2 separate regions of the Gossypium hirsutum genome follow, and region 1 is linked to region 2. Evidence: chromatin contacts called from public Hi-C data. All regions are on one chromosome and are shown on one strand. The core of a region is the stretch at or near the end of the contact, and the rest is flanking DNA. Distances in the headings are between cores, read along the strand shown.

Region 1 (4,229 bases), core at 198-2,697, 190 kb after region 2:
TCACTAGTGGGTTTAGACCCGTATTGTCTTAAGTTTTATATATATTTGTTTGTTTTCCATCGTTTAATAAGTCTTCACTTTTACAAGTTTTTGTCTGCTCTTGTAGCATGATTTGTAATATTATTTATGCATGTAGTCTTGCTTTTGCAAGTGATTTTATGGATGGTTTTGTCATCATACTCTCTAATTCAGTGGATGCTCGATTATTTTATCAATTTTTTTCCAACCACTTTGGATCATCTAAGGCTATTTTCTTTATTGTATTAAATGATTGCAATCACTCCAAATATGTCATGCTTGAGTTATTTTTCTAGTAGCCTATGACAAATCATGAATAGAAGCGAAAAATAACAAAGCAATCTTACATCAGACTACTTGTCTTCTTGTAGTTGGATCTCCAAGTTTTTGGAATGCTCCAAATTTCACTTCAGCATCCAAATCTGGATCAATATCGGCAAAAACATCACCGAACAAGGTTCAAATGTGTCTGAAGAAGAAAAGCAAGGCAAATGAAGCATGCCCAAAAGTAAACTAACCCCTCGGACTGTTACGAAAAACATTACCGGATTTCAAAGTATCACGATCTAATTCAAAAATTTCACCCAATTGAGCATGCCTAGCATATCTTTTCACAGTAGCAAGACTACTATAACAAAGTTAATTGTTGACAGACCATAATGTTCTATTAATACTGAGGTGAAGCATTTGTTGTGTTGATGGTGTTTGTTTTTCATCGTCTACTATGGGTGTTTGTTATTTTTTTTTCCTCTCAAATTGTATAGTCCCATTCATGGAATGAATTGATAAACTTCCTTTTAAAAAAATAACAATTTTAAATTACCAATTTTAGTTAAAAAGATAGCCTAATCAACATGCTCCAATTTATTATGACAATATTGCATTTTAAAAAACACAATGCTTAGATTAGTTAGCAAAATACGATAGCTTTTTTCTTCTAAAAGTGATCTCGCCATATCAGGTGACAAGTTCATTGTGCACACAACATATTTTACATTTTCCTAATCAAGTTGAATTATCACGAATTAACTCACTTGACATCAAGGGCGAAATTAGAAATTTTTTTAGGGGGACCAAAATTAAATTATAATTTTTACGATAACAAACATGCAATTTCACCATTTTAATAATTTTTAAAAAATTAAATCAAATTTTTATATTTTTAGAGGGGCCAAAGTGAAATTTTATTTTTACTAAATGATCTAAATGAAATTTCTTTCATTTTAGGGGATATCGAACCCTTACGAGCCCCTTAATTTCACCCTGCTTAACATATGATAATCCAAGTCAATATTATTATTTTAAAATTTAAAATCTGACACATTATTTGATATAACAGGATCACTTTCTGAAAAAAGAATCTACTATATTTTTCTAAATAATCTAAAAATTACAGTATTTAAAAGAAATGATATAATTTTATAAATTAATCACAACATGCTCACCCGTCACCACCTTTATGCTTTGATGGTAGAAAGAGGAAAAAGGGGTCGTGGGAGATGGAGCTTGCGTTGTTTCCCCCTACCCTTCCTTCCACTTCACACTCCCCTATAAGATTCCTTTAATCAACTCCCAACTAAATAAAAAAAGAGAAAGAAAGAAAGAAAGCAAGTCAAATGGTTCATTCTTGATGTTCATGAATGGTTTGATCCATCATTCATCCATAGAGAAAGAGAATTTGAATCACGTTTGTTGTTGTAATGGGGTCCCCTTCCTTCACTCTTTTGTTTCCTTCTAGCCTCCACTCTCCTTTGCCCCCCAACACCCCCTCCCCTCCCCCTGCAAGCTTTTTCATGATGGATTGAAAATTTCTATTATTAAATGGATTCATTTATTTTTATATTATTTAAAAAATCACATAAAATTTTTTTAATTACAATTTGGATTTATTTAATTTTTTAATAGTATAAGGATTAAATTGATCCATTTAATAATAGAGGGACTAATTTGATTCAATATTTATAATATAAGGACCTTCTAAGGAATTTAACCCAAATCAAACTATCAAAGATTGATTCATTGATGGGTTGACTTGTTTATCTTTGTCCCACTTACCAATATACCAAAACTGTAATTTTCTTTTTTTATTTTTGCTGATAAATTTGGGTACCCTAAGTTTCCTTTCCTTCTTCTTTCTCCGGCTCTTTAGATGCATGAATGAAACTAACAACATCTGAGCTCATCTTGAATATGGTATGTCTCTCCTATTCTTTTTATTTCTTCAAGTTTTAATTTTTAAACCTTTGTTAGATCTAAAAGTTTGATTTTTCGTTTCTTTTCTTTTCTTTTCTGGGTATTTAGCAGAATGATGCGCTGTTTTCAAGTTTATTTGCTTCACCTGTTTCTGCTACCGTTTATTTCTTTGATTTGATATAATATATTTGGCTTAGGGGATTTTAGCAAGGCTCTTGCTTGAATTCCAAAATGAGTTTTTGGTATTTTAGTTCATTCTAAGGAAAAGAGTTATGGGATTTTTTGAATATAGAAAACCAGTTCCTATCTTTCTGCAATTCTAAGGAAAAAGGTGAAAAAAAATCAATTTAATAGTGGAAAAGAAAGGAGGTTGGTGGGTTTTATGAGTAAATTTGGGAGTGGGAGTTTGAATCTTGGTTCCTTGCGTGATTATACTAAAAATTTGAGTACTTCTATGGTCAGAACAATACTAATCTTGCTGAATATTTGGTGATGTTTTTTTTCCAGCTTTGAGGTAGTAAGAAGGCCTAAAAATGGATCATAGAGACAGGCAATCTATTGAACATCAAAAGAAAGATCCTCAACAACACCCCCACCCATGTTTTACTAATTTCACAACTCACCATCAGCAGCAGAAATGGGAAGATCCTTCCCTATTAGATTACAGCACCAGGATTGAACCTCCTTTCCAGGCATTCAACCCAAACTGTCAAACCAAATCTTCATTTCCGTGTAACCCCAATAACCAAATCAAGGTCCCTGACCCTATTATGAATGAGTTGCTTCAAGCCAGCAAAGTCCAAGATTGGGATCCAAGTGCAATGCTAAACAATCTGTCATTCCTGGAGCAGAAGATCCATCAGCTTCAGGGTCTGGTGCATTCCATCATTGGGAGAGGGGGTCAAGTTTTGGGGCAACCAGATGAACTTGTAGATCAGCAACAGCAGCTCATCACTGCTGCTCTCACTTCGATTATAGTTCAGTTGATATCTACTGCTGGTAGTCTCCTTCCATCTGTTAAGCACCATACACTTTGTGGTGCACCACCCGTTGCATCTCTTGCACAGTTTCAGCCACAAAATGGTGGTGGGAACAGTGTCACTGAGTTGCCTAACACTGTTGATGTTAGTAGTAACAGTGGGGAGCAGCAGAATCATGTAATGGAGGAACATGAAATGAAAGATGAGGAAGATGCTGAGGAATTAGGGGAGAATCTTTTCCCAGGCACCTATGAGATATTGCAGTTAGAAAAGGAAGAAATCCTTGCACCCCATACTCATTTCTGCACTATATGTGGGAAAGGATTCAAAAGAGATGCCAATTTAAGGATGCACATGAGAGGGCATGGTGATGAGTACAAAACACCAGCAGCACTAGCTAAACCCAATAAAGAATCCAGTTCTGAACCAGCTCTTATAAAGAGATATTCATGCCCTTTTGCTGGTTGCAAGAGGAACAAGGATCACAAAAAGTTCCAGCCTCTGAAAACCATCTTATGTGTCAAAAACCATTACAAGAGATCCCACTGTGACAAGAGCTACATCTGCAGCAGGTGCCACACCAAGAAATTCTCAGTGATTGCTGATCTCAAAACTCATGAGAAGCATTGTGGTAAAGATAAATGGCTATGTTCGTGCGGCACCACGTTTTCGAGGAAAGATAAGCTGTTTGGTCACATAGCTCTTTTCCAGGGTCACACTCCAGCAATTCCCCTGGATGAAACTAAAGGACCCATTGCCCCATCTGACCCTGGAGATGGCAGTGAAGCAACAAATGTGGTCGGAAGCATGAATTTCTTCAACTTTGGTAGTGAAAATGGGGTGGATGTCAAATGCAGCCTTGATGATCCTGCTGCTTATTTCTCACCATTGAACTTTGAGACATGTAACTTTGGTGGGTTTCATGAGTTCCCTCGACCGGCATCCGATGATTCGGAGACTTCATTGGCATTTCTCCTTTCAGGAACGTGTAGTTACAATAATAATAATGATGTTGAGAGGTCTTGAATATTGATGGTA
Region 2 (3,946 bases), core at 1,402-3,901:
AATATCTTAAAAAGATAATTTTTATTTTATTTTATTTATTTGCGTGCCATGATCTAATAGAAATTATTTTAACTGATTTGGAAAATGTGGTAAATATTATAAAAATTATAGGTATAATTTCAAATTTTAACATTTGTAATTTTTATTGATTTTTTAAATAAGAAAAAAATCTAACAATACTCTTATAATAATATAAATTATTTAAATATATAAAGTTATTTTAGTAATTTCTTTGATTAAGTTGGTTGTTGTCGAGTTAACTCGTCACACTAGCTTAGTCACATACTTAAATAATAGTATAGATTTATTTAGGATAAACTACACCATTAGTCATTAAATTATGGGTAAATTTTCGATTTGGTCACTTAACTAAAAAAAGTTATAATTTGGTCATTAAAGTATCCAAAAATTTTTATTTAAGTCATTGGGCTGTTAAATTCAATCCTATATGACTTTCTCTGTCTGTATTGCTTGCACTAGTCAAAAGCTCTCTTTCCCTTCTCTTCTACAATTCAATTTTTTTTTCAAGAAACAGGTTTGGATGTCACAAATTTGCGAACCAAAAGACAAATAATTTTTTTCTTTGATCTCCGAGACTAGCCATCAAATCAATTTGGATCTAATGTATGTTCTACTATTCATTGATAGGTTCTAATCCTGGTACCAATCATCAAATTGTTGCTTGGAGTTCGTTGGTAACACTTTTTTTTTTAAAAAAAAAGAAAAAGAAAAACTTAAAAGCCCAGTGACTTAAATAAAATTTTTTGAATGGTTCAGTGACTTAAATGAAAACTTTTGAATAATTCAGTGACCAAATTGTAACTATTTTTAGCTAAGTGACTAAAACGAAAGCTTACCCATAGTTTAATGACCCATTTATTTATAATTCCTCTATTATCTTTTATTTTAATCAATAATAATATATCATGTCTTATTTACTAACCAAATGTTCTGCTTTAAATAATAACATACATTAATGATTTATATATATATATAAGTCTTTATAGTGATCATCATCAGCCATCAACCTAGCTCAGCAAGTGATGGACAAGATAAGAACAACGGAATTTAAAAGAAAAGGACAGTCACTGTTGTTCATTTTCCTCAAGCTTTCAACATCTCACCCCAAAAGTCAAATCACAGCCATATGCATCCCTTTCACCCAACAACATATACAAATTAAAAAAAAATCATGTGGACAAAGAAATTTCAACTTTATTATTGTACTAGCTAGCCACTAATGCTCCCATCCACTTCATTTTATAAAATTTGCAAAACATTTATTACCTCATATACGATGAAAACCATGAATGCAATGGTGAAACCATCCAGTGGCTGGCTGCTTCATCGTAGCTGCCGCAGGAAAATGGCAACTTCCCAGCCAAGTTCTCTAGCAGTGACTCTACCATTTCAGCTCCTTCATCAATATCTGCACCTTTCTCTTTACCACTGTTTGTTCAACTGCAATAATGGTTATGGAGATGATGGGAGAAGATTCATCAACAGCAGTTCTACTGCTGGTGCGGCCATGTTAGGGTTGCACCATCAGCTGTATCCTCAAATTTCCATAACGATTAGTTACCAACGAGAATCACACCTGGTATACTCCTATCCAACTGAGAGCCCGAGATACGTGGCATCATTAGTAGCTGCCTGAGAAGATAGACCATCCGTTACTTCACCATGTTTTTAGTGGGAATGCTTTTATTTTCAAGAGGGGTCATCGAAAACTATTAAAGTATAACAACCTTTTATTACCATAGTAAAGAGAATATTAAAACAGTATTACATTTGGGGACAATCCACAAATTACCAACTTATCACCTAACCAACCACACATTGATGACCATTTCCTAGAATTGTCATCAATGTGGTGCTATTAGATAGAAGACTTTTCTATAAATATCCAGAAGAAAGATGAACAAGGGATAAAATCCCTCACTCCTTCAGCAACCTTAATGCCCTAAGTCTTCTACACCTTGTCTTCTTCGGCTCATTGCTTCCTCCTCTCCCTCCTCACTTACTTACACCTTTTGACTTTTCGTCCGACTAGGTGAATCGGCCTCATTTGTACTACTATTATCTCCTCTCTTATCAAGGGTGAAGTTTGTGGCTAACAGGGGCTTGATCTTTCTAAAATAGAAATTTTTTTAATTTTTTATAATTTATAAAATTTTAAATAGTAATGATCAAATTGCACTTTGTCTCCTTAAAAATATAAAAAATTAATTTAATTTTTTAAAAATTATAAAAAATAAACGATTAAAATAATAAAATTACATTTTTATTATAATAAAAATATACCATTTAAAATTTTTTTGGTTTTCCCCATCCCAAATCCTTTGAGAGACCAACATTTTCCTACATATTTATTATAAAGAAAAAAAAATTTAGGTGGCATATTTTTGCAGAGGCATAGAGCAATTATATTTGCATAGTATTATACATACATATATCAAAAAACTTGAAGTCGTAATAATGATATATTAATATGATTTATGCTATTTTTACGTATTGCATGTGAAACAGAATGGATGAATACGTGGTTAAAAATGGAAGAAATAGAATTGAAATGGAGCATGCACATTAAACCAGCAAAAAACTTTTCACATTCCCAGTGCATATATGAATGAACGAATGAGCTAACAAATATCCTTTTTTGATTTTTCTTCTATCAAATCAGCTACTAAAAATAAGATAATAACCCAAAAAAACCCGCCATCAAATAGTTACTAATTATACAAACAGAAAAAGTCCAAAAGCATCAAGTTTAGAGCTTCGTTTTCCTTTTCATGCATGCTTGATGACGTTGAGTCACCACCCAATGAATATATAGAATAAATTATTACATTTGTTGTATTCCAAAGAGAAAAGAGAACAGATCCCATTATTTGAGATATATTTGTGACAATGAATAATCAATCATCATCAATACCGACGACAACAGCAACCAAAGGATGGGTTTTGCCATACGAAACCCCAAGACTAAGGGACCATTACGTGGTGGGGAAGAAGCTGGGGCAAGGCCAATTTGGCACCACCTATGAATGTATTCACAAGGCTACTGGCACCGTTTTCGCTTGTAAGTCGATCCCAAAGCGTAAACTTTTATGCCGTGAAGATTACGACGATGTTTGGAGGGAGATCAAGATCATGCACCATTTATCGGAGCACCCGAGCGTGGTGCGGATCGAGGGGACTTATGAAGATTCCGTGTTTGTTCACTTGGTTATGGAGATTTGTTTAGGCGGTGAACTTTTTGATAGGATTGTGGCTAAAGGACATTACAGTGAAAGAGAGGCTGCTAAGCTTATTAAAACGATCGTGGGTGTTGTGGAGGCTTGTCATTCTCTTGGGGTTATGCATAGAGATCTCAAACCTGAGAATTTCTTGTTTGATTCTCCTGGTGATGATGCCGTCCTCAAGGCTACAGATTTTGGTTTGTCTATCTTCTATAAACCAGGTTGGTTCCTGGGGTTTCTTTTCTTTATATGCTACTTTTGATTTTTGAAACAATAGCCATTGATTTTGACCTTATGATTTTGGTTGTTTCCATGATTAGTGCTTTCCTTTTAATTGGGTTTTCTTTAAAAGGAAAAAAAAGGTTTGGGTTGATTCTCTCAAAGTTCTTCAGAAATTTATGTTTGATCATGTTGAATGTTTTTAAGATATTATGGGATAAGTTTCCCTTACGATAACTCAATTTTTAAGATTGTTGGAGTGGTTTACTTGAATATCTTAATCTGAATAGGTTTAGACTCAGAGCCTAAAAACGAATGGAGAGGCTTTACCTGAATACCCCGACCCGAATAGGTTTAGGCTTCAACCGTAAAATGAGCGGAGGGAGGACACATATGATTATACCAATAATATTCTGTAAAACTCCATACTGATGTCAAGATCAGCATCGCTGGAACATCAGGTTGTGCCTCGGTACCAAATTTTT

What was found. A called contact is a pair of places that touch in the nucleus more often than the background predicts.
Region 1: a Hi-C map of leaf shows a contact between it and region 2, with 2.2 times the contacts expected there. The contact joins the promoter of LOC107910495 here to the promoter of LOC107910503 in region 2. A contact is called at or near these places in 5 of 34 Hi-C or Micro-C datasets (hypocotyl, leaf and seedling).

The regions. Positions count from the first base shown.
Region 1 is chrD02:9,477,806-9,482,034 of Gossypium_hirsutum_v2.1, forward strand. LOC107910495 (protein SENSITIVE TO PROTON RHIZOTOXICITY 1) reads left to right here and starts at 1,448. Exons shown (of 2, transcript XM_016838348.2): 1 at 1,448-2,211; 2 at 2,719-4,229. The coding sequence starts at 2,745. The coding sequence ends at 4,217. It overlaps LOC121214596 (a long non-coding RNA gene), which reads right to left and starts at 1,575. Exons shown (of 3, transcript XR_005910165.1): 1 at 1,464-1,575; 2 at 366-440.
Region 2 is chrD02:9,289,486-9,293,431 of Gossypium_hirsutum_v2.1, forward strand. LOC107910503 (calcium-dependent protein kinase 11) reads left to right here and starts at 2,652. Exons shown (of 7, transcript XM_016838358.2): 1 at 2,652-3,463. The coding sequence starts at 2,911.